Linked DNA regions of Danio rerio: region 2 is linked to region 1. A link is a contact called in public HiChIP or PLAC-seq data. All regions are on one chromosome and are shown on one strand. Each heading gives the region's core, a stretch centred on a gene start, on an enhancer-like site or on the middle of the called end of the contact. The rest is flanking DNA. Distances are from core to core; before and after follow the strand shown. Region 1 holds the start of cdc25d (cell division cycle 25 homolog d). Region 2 holds the start of si:ch211-196h16.5.

Evidence for each region. HiChIP or PLAC-seq counts read pairs in DNA pulled down with a chosen protein or histone mark.
Region 2: an H3K4me3 HiChIP or PLAC-seq map of gastrula embryo shows a contact between it and region 1, with 6 times the contacts expected there. The contact joins the promoter of si:ch211-196h16.5 here to the promoter of cdc25d in region 1. A contact is called at or near these places in 2 of 4 datasets of contacts at active chromatin or transcription factors (embryo and gastrula embryo).

The regions. Positions count from the first base shown.
Region 1 is chr1:58,213,543-58,220,874 of GRCz12tu, forward strand. cdc25d (cell division cycle 25 homolog d) reads right to left here and starts at 3,781. Exons shown (of 12, transcript NM_001134682.1): 1 at 3,638-3,781; 2 at 2,442-2,542; 3 at 592-610; 4 at 416-446; 5 at 247-309. The coding sequence starts at 3,738. It overlaps pi4k2a (phosphatidylinositol 4-kinase type 2 alpha), which reads left to right and starts at 5,758. Exons shown (of 9, transcript NM_213358.2): 1 at 5,758-6,209. The coding sequence starts at 5,871. It overlaps LOC141375206 (a long non-coding RNA gene), which reads left to right. Exons shown (of 3, transcript XR_012382864.1): 3 at 276-399.
Region 2 is chr1:58,343,321-58,350,652 of GRCz12tu, forward strand. si:ch211-196h16.5 reads left to right here and starts at 3,893. Exons shown (of 12, transcript XM_685006.11): 1 at 3,893-4,348; 2 at 5,043-5,132; 3 at 5,389-5,484; 4 at 6,168-6,263. The coding sequence starts at 4,287. It overlaps LOC559196, which reads left to right. Exons shown (of 20, transcript XM_068221895.2): 19 at 30-203; 20 at 328-1,215. The coding sequence ends at 340.

The DNA.
Region 1 (7,332 bases), core at 2,531-5,030:
TTGTCCAGTCAGAGACCCACTTTATATCGTTATTCAGTTAAGGCAGTGACAATCATTGATTTTAAAGAACATTTAAAGATCTTAAACATGCGCAATTTGTAATGGCATGACAGTTCACAGAAAGTGCTTGAGCTGTCTTACTGAAAATTAAAAGTCCTTATATACCACATTTCATACTACCTTTCAAATAGCATTATGTCTACTAAATAATAATGTGTGGATTAATGAAAGAGGTCAAATACTGACAATGGCTCTCTCATTCTCCTTATTGGCAGGAAAGTCCTGATTGTTCCTCAACGGACACCTGGGCTGATGGTAAAGCGCAGAGACAAGATTACATTTTTAACCATCATGACAAAATGTAAAATAAATAAATAAATTGACAATTTATTAATGGTTACTGTGTGTGTGGTACCGTGTTTGAAGTGGATTCAGGAGACAGGCTTCTGCTAAGACAAATACAGATCTGTTCATTATTCACATTTAGATTGAACATTTATTAATTCTGCAGACACTTTTATAAAAATGACATTCACTGTTTTTTAGTTAAGTATTATTTATATGAGGTCATCGATGTTTGTTTTGCAATACCTTGCTCGTCGTCTTCTCACTGTAAAAAATGGAAGAGAAATTTTTATTTAGAGAAAATGAAACGCAAATTCATGAGGAAATTCAAAACGTTTAGTAAGGTTAATGAACAAATCTGATGTAGACATTTTTTTATCTGATCTGCACATCCTAATCAGGGGTGGATTTAACCAATAAGCGAGGTAAGCTTCCGCTCAGGGCTCCAGGAAATCTGGGGGCCCCCAATAAATATCTAGAAGTATAAATTATACCTATAAACTATATATACCATTGTTTTCTACAGTTATTTGTATGGTGAGAGTTACAAATACAATTTTAACATAATTAAATATTATTTAATATACAATCAAATATAATATTTTTCTGATAATGTAATGTTATGTAATAGTGATAATAATATTAAAAAATAAATTATTCATCATGGAGCGGTCCAGCAGTAAAATCATATATAAAAATATTGATTATTTTTAGTTGTAAATTCATTTTAAGTAAACCAACTCTTTAAAATGTAGAGATTGCATTAATTTAAAATGTTGAAAAGAAGATTGAGTTATATATAAAAATAATACAATGTAAATAAATGTAGAAAGGGTGCATTTCAGAACTTGGGCCCTAATATTGTTTTAGTCACCGGACATCTGTGGAAATAGAAAGATTGCATTTAAATTCATGCAAATCATTGCAAAAAAGTTTTAAAAGATACAAGCTACAAAATTTCAACAAATTATTATTTTTTTGTTTCTCTGATTTTTCCTTTTATTTATTTATGTATGTATTTGTTTATTTGTTTGTTTGTTTATTCAACATTTTCCCTAACACGTAGTTAGTATTAAGTTAGTATATACAGTTGAAGTCAGAATTATTAGCCCCCTTGAATTATTCGCCCCCTGTTTGATTTTTTTCCCCAATTTCTGTTTTACGGAGAGCAAATTTAATCAACACATTTCTAAACATAATAGTTTTAATAACTCATCTCTAATAACTGATTTATTTTATCTTTGCCATGATGACAGTAAATAATATTAGACTAGATATTCTTCAAGACACTTCTATACAGCTTAAAGTGACATTTAAAGGCTTAACTAGGTAAATTAGGGTAACTAGGCAGGTTAGGGTAATTAGGCAAGTTATTGTATAATGATGGTTTGTTCTGTAGACTATCGTAAAATTATCTGAAAGGGGTTAATAATTTTGACCTTAAAATTATTTTTAAAAAATTAAAAGCTGCTCTTATTCTAGCCAAAATAAAACAAATAAGACTTTCTGCAGAAGAAAAAATATTATCAGACATACTTTGAACATTTCCTTGCTCTGTTAAACATCATATTAAAAAATGAAAAAAATTCTAAAGCAGGGCGAACAATTCTGACTTCAACCGTATGGATATAATATTGTAAAGCTTCCTATAGTAAATATGAATTTAAAATGTGTGAGGGTGTACTCATATATGCTTAGCACTACATATAATACAAGCTCATTTTTAAGAAGCAAAATGCAAGTTTAAAGAATCATGTCTGTCTGCATGCATAAATTATGTTAATGTTAAAAATAACATTAACATAATTTATGCATGCAGACATAAGACATGTATCAGATCATATATCAGAATTATTAAATAATTTCAAAAGTACTTTTTAAACTTGGGTATAAATCATAAACATTTCATCTTCAAACATAAAATGAATGAGTCGAATGAGTCACATGTGCAAACACAAGGAGCCTGAAGAGTCCCTGTCGGAGATTTAATTAAGCTGTGTGTGTGTGTGTGTGTTTGTGTGTGTGTGTGTGTGTGTGTGTGTGTGTGTGTGTGTGAGTGTGAGTGTGAGTGTGTGTGACAAGGCTCTTGTCAGGACCTGTTGGCGTCTCTTTCTCCCTGGAGAGGGTGTTGAGTGATGAACTCATGCATTCAGGCGTCAAAACAAGCTTTCTGGGGGTCGAGCGCTTTGGACTCAGACTAGATGAAAATATGCATCAGATATTAGTTAAAACATAAACCCAATTTTAATAATTCAGTAAAAATGTATCCCAGTACACTGATGGGAATGATCATTTAATGATTGATTAATAGTTTATCTTGTATTTATAGTGAGCAGATATCATTGATAAGTGTATCTTAAAAATCATTTATTTTTGTGTTGAGGAAGAAAAAAATAAATTGTATGAGTTTAAAACATTAATAAGGAATATTTTAGATGTTGGATTCAGTTTTAGTTTATTTTATTTTTGCACATTTTTGCAATGTGTCATTAACATGTATATATTTTTTATGCATTTTTGTCACATTATCACTATTATTGTCATATGGAAACCAATCATTGATCAATATTTGTGGATGGTTTTAAATAAATGTGACTTTCTTGTTCAGGAAAGGGAAAAAGTTGGATTTAAATAATGCCTTAATGTCATTTTTACCTAAACAATTCAAATATAAATTATAAAGATATTTTAATTAAAAAATTATCTGGTCTTGTTTAATATGTACAATAATTTATAAATCCTATGAGAAATAATTGATTAATTATGCAAATAATAATGACACATTCAATCACTTAATGATTATTTGAGGTTATTATAGATTAAAATAAAATAATTTGAAAGAATAATAATTTTTTTATTTTAATTTATTTTAATATATATTAATTACACTTTTTACTATTTGCTCTATGTTTTTATTTTTATTTTTATTTTATTGAGCAAAATGTGATTAATAATATTAATATAAGCAATTTGATATCATGTTTTATTTAAATAAATAATTAAATAAATAAATATAGTAAAAGTTCAAAGCATATATCAGTAATAATAATAATAAAAATTATTCAAAAAAAAAAAAATAAAAATATATATATATATATATATATATATATATATATATATATATATATATATATATAATAAAAATTATAATATTATATTTTTTAAATTATTATTTTTTTAAATAAACATTTGCAACTATCCCTGAAAATGCCACATCATTTAAAATAGATCATTTTATTGCATTACTTTATCTTCTTTAAATATTAAGATTAAGAAGGATGCTTGCTCTCACCCGTCCTGACACTGGAGGTTCTGCAGGCGGAAGGAGAGCTCGTTGACCGGGGAAGAGTCTTCAGCTGTCAGATCACAAATCTCCAGCGCATCACCGGCCATTGGGCTGAATCAGAGCTGCAAACTGACCCAAACACTGTCAAATATCATATGAGCTGTGCATCACTGAGTGTCATCATGTCTCCGCTCTGCTTGCCTTGGAAACTCGTGTTGCTACAACAAGCTCATATGATCGGCGGCGTGCGGCGCGTCCCCGCCCATGATAACGCTCTGTCATCGCAACACTCGGGCTACTAATGAACAACCAGTTTTGTGATTGCTTCAGGAAGACTGATCATGTCTTGAAAAGAATTAAACAGTTCACTTGAAAAGACTTGAACAATGAATTGTTTAAAGCACATGGAACTAAACAGAACTGAACTTGCTAATGTATATTAGTATTCTAGAAAATATGATGATGATCAACTTTAAATTGTGATTTGAACAATTCATTTTTATTAAATGTTGTCCTCCCCTGATTGGTTAATGCATGTAAATGGAAAAGGCGCACTGTCTAATTATGTCAGTGTTTTAGATCAATTGAGGGCGCTCAATTTTCCCAAAACTCCCCTACACCAAATGAGTGGTACAAAACACATGCCTTTTACAAGGATCAACACAGAGGTAAGCAAATGTCCGCTCATTTTCTGTAGCAGATGGGTAGCAGAATCCACAATGATCCATCGTAGCTTATTAAAGTCAGTATATTTCATATGTGTCTGGAGGGACGCAAAATTCTATTTGAGTAAATTGTATTGAATATATCCACCCAAACTTTTGTACATGGACAACTTAGCAGAGTCAGCAGCAGTCAGAATCCATGATCCAGTGTGATCAAGGACCTTTAAATTGTTCTTCGCTTATAATCATGACTCATCCGGTTATTTATCACTTCCAAACAACACGTCATCAAAATGGAACAGAAGGAACTCTTAAAAGAACATGCATTCTAAAAAATTGAATTTAGGAATCTGTGCGTGACGTTGCAGTTCTTTTATGACTTCTTATTTCATAAAACAGAAAATATTAAAGGTTTAAAAATTGCTCAAAATAAATTAGGATGGATTCTGACAGGCTGCCAGTCCCATTGGTCCCATCCCATGCGAAAAATACTATATTAATTTATAGTACTGTAGTGTTTTTGAAGCATATGGTAGAGTGTATTATACTGAAATTATTTAGTCTACAATACTCCGTTAATGACTCCGTTATTAACTATAGTGAAGTGATAAACTGTTACTTTTAGTACAGTGATTACTAAAACAAACTAGTGTGTTGCAGTATAAATGCATAGTATATTTTAGTATAGTATTATATAGTATATCTTGTATAGTTGCAGAAAACCACAACAGAAAAATTACAATACACAAACTCGCATGGTTAGCATTGCCTGTGCAGTGCACATGGCCTTTTTAGTCTTGGATAAAAAGTGGCCTTCCAAAATGATCTGAAGTGCCCCAGCGCACCCAGGGCTCAACCTAAGTGAGAGTGTAGTTTATCAGTATTGATTTGCGGCTGGATAGGCATCCGCTTCGTAAAACGTACGTTGGAATAGTTGGTGGTTCATTCCGCTGTGGCAACCCCTGATGAGTAAAGGATTGAAGCCGAAGGAAAATAAAAAAATGACACTTAAGGTTAGCAAAGTTTAAAAAAACACTAGATTATTTACTATATTTTTTCATATGGGGTGTTTTATTGTTTGCAATTGTGTATTATTTTATTTTAAAAGAGAAATTCCAATGGAATTGTTAATTTTGTTAAATGTGATGTCTAAAATTGAAAATAAGTATATGGAAATACAAAATTATTTCCTCTAGTACTCATTTCAGTCTTGCACATTAATATAAAGTATTCAGAGAGCATGATTTCTGCTAATGATCTCTGTTTGAACGCCTTTATTTTATGTCGCGGCGCATTAACTCGAGTGATGTTGTGCTTTGTCACATGCTCACTATGGGTGGTGCACTTCCAGCCAATCGCTGCGCACATATGGAAAAACAAGCGCGTTTTCGAGCACCTATTGGCCAGTGGCATTGAGATCACGCACTGGCGCCGCCTCTATCCGGAAGCAGGACACTGTCATGTGATTGTTTGTTGGCGATCTGCTGTAAAGAGCCGCATCATTTCATTACGGCAACAAACAGGCGCTTGTCCCGGGTAAATTCCCCCTTTACCCACTCTCTCCCTACTCCGCCATGGACGAAACGAGCCCGCTAGTCTCGCCGCTCCGCGATTCCAACGATTTTAACTACGGGCCCGCAGAGCCGACCAGTCCCCGGGGTGGATTTGGAAGTACACCGGGCTCAGTAGTGCGTCTTCCGGCAGGGAGTCCCGGGCGCAGCCGCGAAAGACAGCCGCTGCTAGACCGAGATCGAGGCGCGTCTCCCCGGGATCCGCACAGGAACGAGTTCCCAGAGGACCCGGAGTTTCGGGAGATCATCCGGAAGGCGGAGCGGGCCATCGAGGAGGGCATTTACCCGGAGCGCATCTACCAGGGCTCCAGCGGCAGCTACTTCGTCAAAGATTCAGCAGGGGTAAGAGTTCATCAAACAGCAATCAGCAAGGCCTGAATTACACAACCCTGGAGAATCAGTTTTATGTGCAAAGTCCCTTTAAGGAGTTGTATTGTGTATTTTATTGGTCTTTGTTTACTTGTGGATCTTAGTGTGTGTGAAGAGTAACAGTTACTGCTGTGTCATATTGAGGTGAAATCTGTTTTATAAGCGCACATTTAGACTTAAATCTTCTTAATATAGTTTAGGATAAAGCATTCATTGAGGTAAAAGCTCAAATATATTTTCAGTAAAATATTCTTTGCAAATTCTGAATAAGGAAAATCAAATTAGCTGTGACTATCAACGTCAGTGGTGTAAAGTAACATTATAGATACTTAAATTACTGTAATTGAGTAGTTTTTTTCAGAAATTGAAGTTCACTAAGTAGTTTTAAAAATGTGAACTACTTTTACTTTCCCTTGAATACATATTTACATTGAGGTAAAGTTGGTTTTATATTCCCACATTCGTTCAGTGACAACTTGTGACATGTAGGAATGCAACGATTATAAATTTTGGTTGTGCGATTATAGTCCAAGAAATAATCACGATTATTATTCGCATTCAGTGATTTCAAAAGCCCACTAGTTTAAAACTAAAATTATTTTAAATTTGGTTTTGCGGTTCAGGTTTAAATACATGTTTGTTGCCGTTTTAAAAGTTCATTTTAATGGCTATATAAAAATCTGTGGATATTTTTGATGCTTTTATTAAGTAAAAATGCTACTTTTAAGAAAATACTCGATTAATTTCGGCTGGAGGATGATCTTTCTCACCGGCACCATTATTTGTAACTTTAAGTAGGTTTGCAAACCTGTGTACTTTTCATTGGTTCTTCCTCAAACTTCAGCCATATGCAGTTCCAGCGGTCTCAAAATCTCAACTAGGTGCGCCTGAAAGTGTGAACACGTTGCATTATGTGCGTTATGTCCATTGGAAATAATGAACTTGAAGTAGCTTGCCTTAAATAATAGCCTCAGTCATAGTTAGTCCAGTGTGTGTGGTTATTATGCCACAGTTGGCAAAACTTTGTTTAGTTGCTGCATTTTTGTTCCGTTCAAAAACAGTGTTGAGAAGCCTTTACGATTAATTAACCGTGACA
Region 2 (7,332 bases), core at 2,643-5,142, 130 kb after region 1:
AGAGTGAAGAGTGTGTTGTTGTTCTGCAGGTTGATGAAGTGTGGTGTCTCAGGTGAAGGTTGTGCTGCTTTGGCTTCAGCTTTGAGATCAAACTCCCCAAACCTCAGAGAACTGAATCTGAAATGGAATAAACTGGGAAGTTCAGGAGTGAAGCTGCTCTCTGGTTTAAGAGATGATCCACATTGTAAACTGGAGACACTGCAGTAAGTAGTAATGATTCATCATCATAGATCAAATAATAATGTCAGTTGATCAGTCAGCTGTACAGATGTGTCTGCAGTGACGCTTCATAACGTGTGTGTTTCTGTGTGTTTTTTTCATTATCAGCAGGTATAAATGATGTTGAATGTGGAGTCTCTACAGACACATTAAACTGTACAGAAGTGAAGTGTCAGTGATCGTGCTGCTGGAGTTTATAAAGACTCTGCTGGACGACTAAACATCATCATCAGTGACTGAAACACTCCATCATTAATGTGCATCAGAGAAGAGGAAGAAATGCTGCAGGAACTGCTTTATTCATATCTGCTCACAGAGAAACTCAATGCTGCAGAATTAAAACACAAATAAGCGGATGCTCTTTCTGTTTCCTCCACCTGTGATGGAGCACGTCATGAAGAGAGAAAACCACGAGAAAACAGAGAAACTTTCTGTCTCTTCACACATGTGAGATGATTCTGGACAGTGTCGAGTGATTCAGCTTTCCTTCAGTCTGACTAGAGATAAACAGCGGCATATTGAAGAGTGACATGATCCAGTTCAGGAGATAATTACTCAAGATTAAATCATTTATTCATAATTACATCAGTCACCATGTCACATTCACACATGTAAATATCTCACTAGTCAGGCTGATTTACAGTTTCTACTATTTGTTACTTTTTATATTGTAAATTGATGCACAGGAAAGTGACAGTATCACTATATTAAAGGTGTTTTGGTTTATAATATGACACAGTAGCAGTTTGTTTATTATCTGTATGTATTGTTTTTAATACATTTCCTCATATCCGTTTTCAGTTTTATTATAATGTGCACTGTGTTATAAACTACAATATTACATCTATGCATTATATTGTTTAAACAAAGCAGATTTTATATTTTTATCTTTATATAACACACTCTCTGGTCTTTATATTTCAGTATTTTTGTTATGATTGTCTTCATGAAAGTGTCTCAACAGCAAATGATTTTAATAAAAGTGTGAATAAATCATATCGACTTGATTTACTGTGTCAGCTCACATTACCAGTGTTGTGGAGAACAATTAATCAGTGCAAGACAAAATCAATCATTTATTCTCTGTGTAAATTAGACTAATCGAATATTAATAATAAACCTAAACAGAGTTTTCACATGATTATATTTATTAAATATCTTACTAGAAATCTCACGCTTTAACTACAGATTAAATCACAGAATACAGCATTATGATATGAAAGAGTCTCAGTGACTAAAACAATCATCATCTTTCATTAGTTTAGTTTAGTTAGCGGAGAAAAATAAGATATTAATAAAGCCGAGATTAAGTCAACACCAGACAATATTCATAATAATGTGAATAATACATTTCATCTCTTAGTTATTGGTGTGATCTGCACTTTGTTTTCTCTGATACTCCATCATTGTTCTGCATCAACACATGTCGTCTGTGAATTAATGAATTATTATATTTCTCATCTTTATTCTAATGATTGACTTGTTATTGACTCTGTAGCAGCAGAAGAATCATTGTGAGGATTAAAGGTGTCATTGAGTTTCTTCATCCTCGTGTAAACAGAATTATATTTCAGTAGAATTTATTAATTTATTAATTTATTCCTCTTTTACTCTCATAGTGAAGATCTGATGTTTTCTCATTATTATTCTACAAGCTGTCGTCATCAGTTTATTTACATCAAGCATTTATAAAATCAGTTTAACACCAGATGCATTTTTCCAGCTCTCTTGCGTTGAAGGAGACGTTATTTTGTGCTGACAGCAGTTTTTATGAGCAGATTAATAAGTATAACTATTAATTATTTATGAGACTCGCTGGCTCAGTGGTTAACACTGTCACTTACAGCAGGAAGGTCACTGGTTCGAGCCTCGGCTGGGTCAGTTGGCATTTCTGTGTGGAGTTTGCATGTTCTCTCTGTGTTGGCGTGGGTTTGAGTGTAAGAGTGTTTCCCATTACTGGGTTGTAACTGGAAGGGCATCAACTGTGTAAAACATATGCTGGATAAGTTGGTGGTTCATTCCGCTGTGGTGACCCCTCATAAATAAAGGGACTAAGCTAAAGGAAAATGAAGGAGTTTTGTATAATCTCGATAATTTTATTAAAAAGTCTGCAAGCGGTTCACAAACTATCAATCTGCACTGTGTGTTGTTTTATAGGATGCTCAGGATATGTGATCTGTTTTATATGTCCTCCTACATTATATTGTTTATTTCTGTAATCTCTCATACATGAGCATTAGCCTTATCATACTGTGAGGAAAACTCTACACCCAGTTGCACAGACGTGGGGACCCTTATTATGGAGTCTCTCATCAGTTTTTGTTTGTACATTCGTCTGGTGTTTTATCTGCCATTACCTGTTAAATGTTTATTCCATATTCTATATAGATTTAACCTATTTATTACTTATAGTATAACTATCATTCTCTCTCTACACATTCTCTCTCTACACATTTACACGTAGACTTCCTTTCCTGTTAACCCAGAATATTTGTAAAAAATAAATAAATAATAATAATAATAATAAAAATAAAAAGAGCCTATAAGCGATCATGCCTGCAGGTATCGGGCAGAATAACACAAGCAGCCCCAGATAAAAATACTTTACCTAACAAAAGATTATTGCTGTTCAAACTTTTCACCTGAAAGAGAGCAGATATGGGTAATTCTTCAACTACGGGCACTTTCATGTCCTTTGATCATATATCCAAAAATATATCATTTTGTTCAAATTCCTTTTTCTTTGTCAAACTAACAATTAAACCTACTTTAAAAATGTACCAGCTTTCTATTATATATTTTTCACATTATTCAAGCCCCTTTTAGGAGTCAAAATCACAGTTTTCAGCTTGTCACAGAACCCAGAGTTTAAACTTCAACAATGAAAATCACATTTTAAAACATTATTTGTCTGGTAATTATTAATGTATCTTAATGAAGCACTAGAGAAACAAATTAAATATTTTATAGTTATTAATGTGAGGCTGTTATCGATATTATTTTTATACAAAATACAGCTGTCGCACAGTATCAGTGTCATTTCCACTGTAATTGTGCTTTAAACAGTTTGTGTGAAAGATTATTGAGGTGGTTTCTGTGAGAATGAACAGTGCCATCATGTTCAAAATAGAGGGAATTTCAATTTTCATCAACAACACTTGAAGAAGAATCACAGTAAATATCACTTAATAAGGAAATGCATTTATTCTACGTCATTTCCAAACATGTTGTAGCTTCAAAGATGTTTTTAAAAACCAAACAAAATGAAGGTAAATAAGAGTGTTTTGTATATATGAAAGGCTAGCATCAATTCAAAGCTAATCAGTGAAGGTATTTTTATTTTTTTTTCACTATAAACTGTTGAAGTGTCATTTCCACCACTGTCATTTCCATCACCACACACATTTATAAAAAATATTTAAAAAGTTTTCATCACACATTAAAAGTGTATTCACAGTGTATGAGTTCATGCTCTATTTATTATACAAATTCAGTTTATTTATTTTCTAATAAGCTCTTTATCAAATTAATATTAAGTTTTAGAGTGTGACAGGTGAACAATTCAGCACACAACTGACAAATGTGTAATTATTATATATTGTGGAAGGATTGGTTAAACTAGATGCAACATTGATCTTGGACAATGTTTAACTGCTATCATTTGTTTTATTTTGAAATAAAAGCTGTATATTCAGATGTGCTGGAATTGACATTTGTTCAGTTTACGATAAAAAAAATGTTTCTCTTGTCTAAGTTTGTCCTCTTACACATCTTGAGATTAGACAAATTGTTTAAACTTATTGTCACGTTAATTTTGAACAAGTTTTTTTACTCAACTTCACAAGGCTAAAAGTGCTCCAAGTGGTGCTCGCTGCATTGCGAAGTTATATGAACGCCATTGCTTCCGCCGCCCATCCCCCTCCCTCACCTGACCTCCCCCAGCTCACCTGACACACACCTGCACGTGAAAGTGAAAGGAAAGTCAGTCTCTGTCGCCATTTTATGAAGACAGAAACATCGTCTTACGAATGTAGAAGTGGTGAGATTCCTTCAGTTCGGTTGTTGTGATGGATCATCGTGGACATCGAGATGAAAACCTGCCCAAAGGTAGACCTACATTTCCACACAGGTGAGTGACGAAATTTGTTGTGTTTTATTTTCGGTATATTTTGTCGTCATGTCCAATCTTTATTACATATAGGTCGATTGTTCTGCTAATTATATTAATTTATACATAATTGTTCAACAATATAACGGCATTGTGCTTTGAGAATCTTCCTTTAAATAAAGCATTGGCCTAGTTTTGAGGGTGAGTCTTGTTTCCGCGTTGGAACACGGAAAGAGTTCCTTATTGATCCTGTAAAGTGACAATAGCCTGTAATGTAGTCAGTGCGGTTCAGAGGATATTATTCATTAAAAGATCTTTAACAGTTGAGAAATTTGAAAGAACACATTGACCATGACATGACATAACATACAAGAGCGCTTAGGTTTAATAGATATAACAAGCAAACTGTAACCAACAGTTCAGAAAAAAACACATTAAACACACTTAGTGCCAAATGATGACTGATACATAGAAGTTTATATGCCAGTAAGGGAAAGCAAAATAACAAGAGTTTGAAGACAATAAATACACATAAAAAATTTGGTGTGTAGGTTAGGGAACACACAGAGAACAATTGAGTAAAACAAACAAAACAAAACAAAACAAAAGTCTCCATGTAATAACGTAATGTTGTGCCCTGAATCAGTACTACAGTATTATGAATGTAAGAGTGTGTGGATTATATTTGCTGGACGTGTTCTTCTTCGATGTACAGATCAAACCCTCCAGAGCCCAGCGGTGTGTCTATGAAGAGTGACCGGTCAATGCATCATCCACTCAAATTTAAGGGAAACACTGGGTTTAGGTAAGTGCTGATCTATTTTTATTAATAGTATTATTTATTTATTTTTATTTGATCATTATTGTTTTTTACAATTCTTAACTTGAAACATAAAACACACTGTAAGGCAATCAATAAAATAATAAAGGCGTTGAACAGAACTGAGAAACACCACAAAAGTCTCTGTGTAAATGTAGTAGTTTAGTCACCTGAATCAGCGCTACAGGGGTAATGAATGTAAGAGTGGATTACATGCTTGTTGTGTTCATCTTTAATATAGAGTGAAACCTCCAGAGCCCAGCGGTGTGTCTATGAAGAGTGACCGGTCAATGCATCATCCACTCAAATTTAAGGGAGGCATTGATCCTGGGTTTAGGTAAGTGCTGATCTATTTTTAATTAATGATTTTTTTTCAGTTTTTGAATGAAAATTTAGAGAAAAAAATGTTCATTAATAATCCTGTAGTAACAAGATTACCTGTGAGCAGCCAGTTCGTTTCAAATGATATTTATTAAAAGATCTTAATTAACAGCTGAGAATTTTGGAAGAACACTTACTGTAAAACTACATTGACCATGACATGACAAATGCAGGGAAAGCTTATCAGTGTGCAGTTAGATTTAATAGATGAAATAAACATGCAGTAACTAACCAGAAACCAGTGCAGAAAACCATAAAACACAGGACCTGAATGTAACGAGGTGTCAGCTTCAACGCTTCCCATTCACTTGTAATGGGTGATGTCAGTCGTTGCTGAACTGCATTGTGGATCCGTCGGAGCCGCTTCAGAGGCGTTGCTGGCTGCAGAAGTTATGACTTGCTCAACTTTTCAAGCGCCAACGGAAGCGTCAGCCAATCAGATCGCTGTATGCAAATACACCAGCTCAGACAGTGGCCTATTGTTGACTGAATTTCATTGGCTGACGCTGCTATGACGATCGCGTCAGCCCCAACTTCAGACACGCCCTCTGTCAAAGCGTTTATGCTGAAGCCCCGTGTGAATGGGGCGTAAGAGTGTGTGGTTTACATTCTCATGTTGAGTTTATCTTCAATGTACAGAGTGAATCCTCCAGAGCCCAGCGGTGTGTCTATGAAGAGTGACTGGTCAATGCATCATCCACTCAAATTTAGTGGAGGCATTGATCCTATGTTTAGGTAAGTGCTGATCTAAACTGTTCCTTTATTTATTTTATTAAGTTTATTTATTTTCTGGCTTGGAAAATAGATTGTTTATTTTTCTGAAAGTCTTAGTTAACAGCTACAAAATCTGGAAAAACACACTCTAAAATCAGAAGCTAAAGCAGATGCAGTCATTAGAGTGTAGTTAAAGGGCAATTATTTATACAGGACTGTATCATCACAAGTAAATGTCGGTTTTCTTTCATTTGAAAGCTAAAGAAGTCACTACTGTGCAAAACGTTCAGTTCAGTTTAGACTTGATGTATTTAGCTGCATTAGTGTAAATAAAATCACAGATAAACAAGATTTGGGTCAGGAGGGTCAAAATAATTTTCACAGAGGGCCACTTCAGCATTATGGCTGCACTAGGGCTGATTATAACTGTAAGACTGCATACATGTTATTATTCATTATAGTATTGCTTAAAAAGGGCTTCTTTATTTCATTAAAACATATGAAAGTAACAAATAAATACTTGTATGTGTAAAAATGTAAAGTAGGTGTTACTCTGGGTTATTTTAACATGTATCCTTTTATCAGGGTAAGAAACCCACAACATTTAATTAAATAAATAACAAAGACAAATTTCACCAGACACAAGTCTGCACCTTTCTCCAAAACTCTGTCACATTTGATAGAGCAAAATTATGGAAAAACAAATCATTTTGAGCTGGATCATAAAGCAAACATGCATAATGAGTGATGTAGTTTATAGTCAATATAAGGCAGCATCAATTGTTATGATGGGTTCACACTAAACGCTCACTCTAGATTATTGACAGAAAACCTTTTACCTTTTTGCCATTAACAAAAATCTCCAGTCACTGTAGAAACTGTCATACTGAGACGAGTGTAGGACTGCACATTTACACTGGCTGATCTCACTTGATAAACAAGCTTTTTAGTTGATCATAATGTACAATCATGGCACTGCTGTTGACTGAGTTTACTGAGATGTAATTCTGAGCTTGGTGAGCAGCTTTCAGAATTCAATGTTTGCTAGATGGTGTGGTGTTGCATAATTCTCTGGTTTAAGGTAATTTTT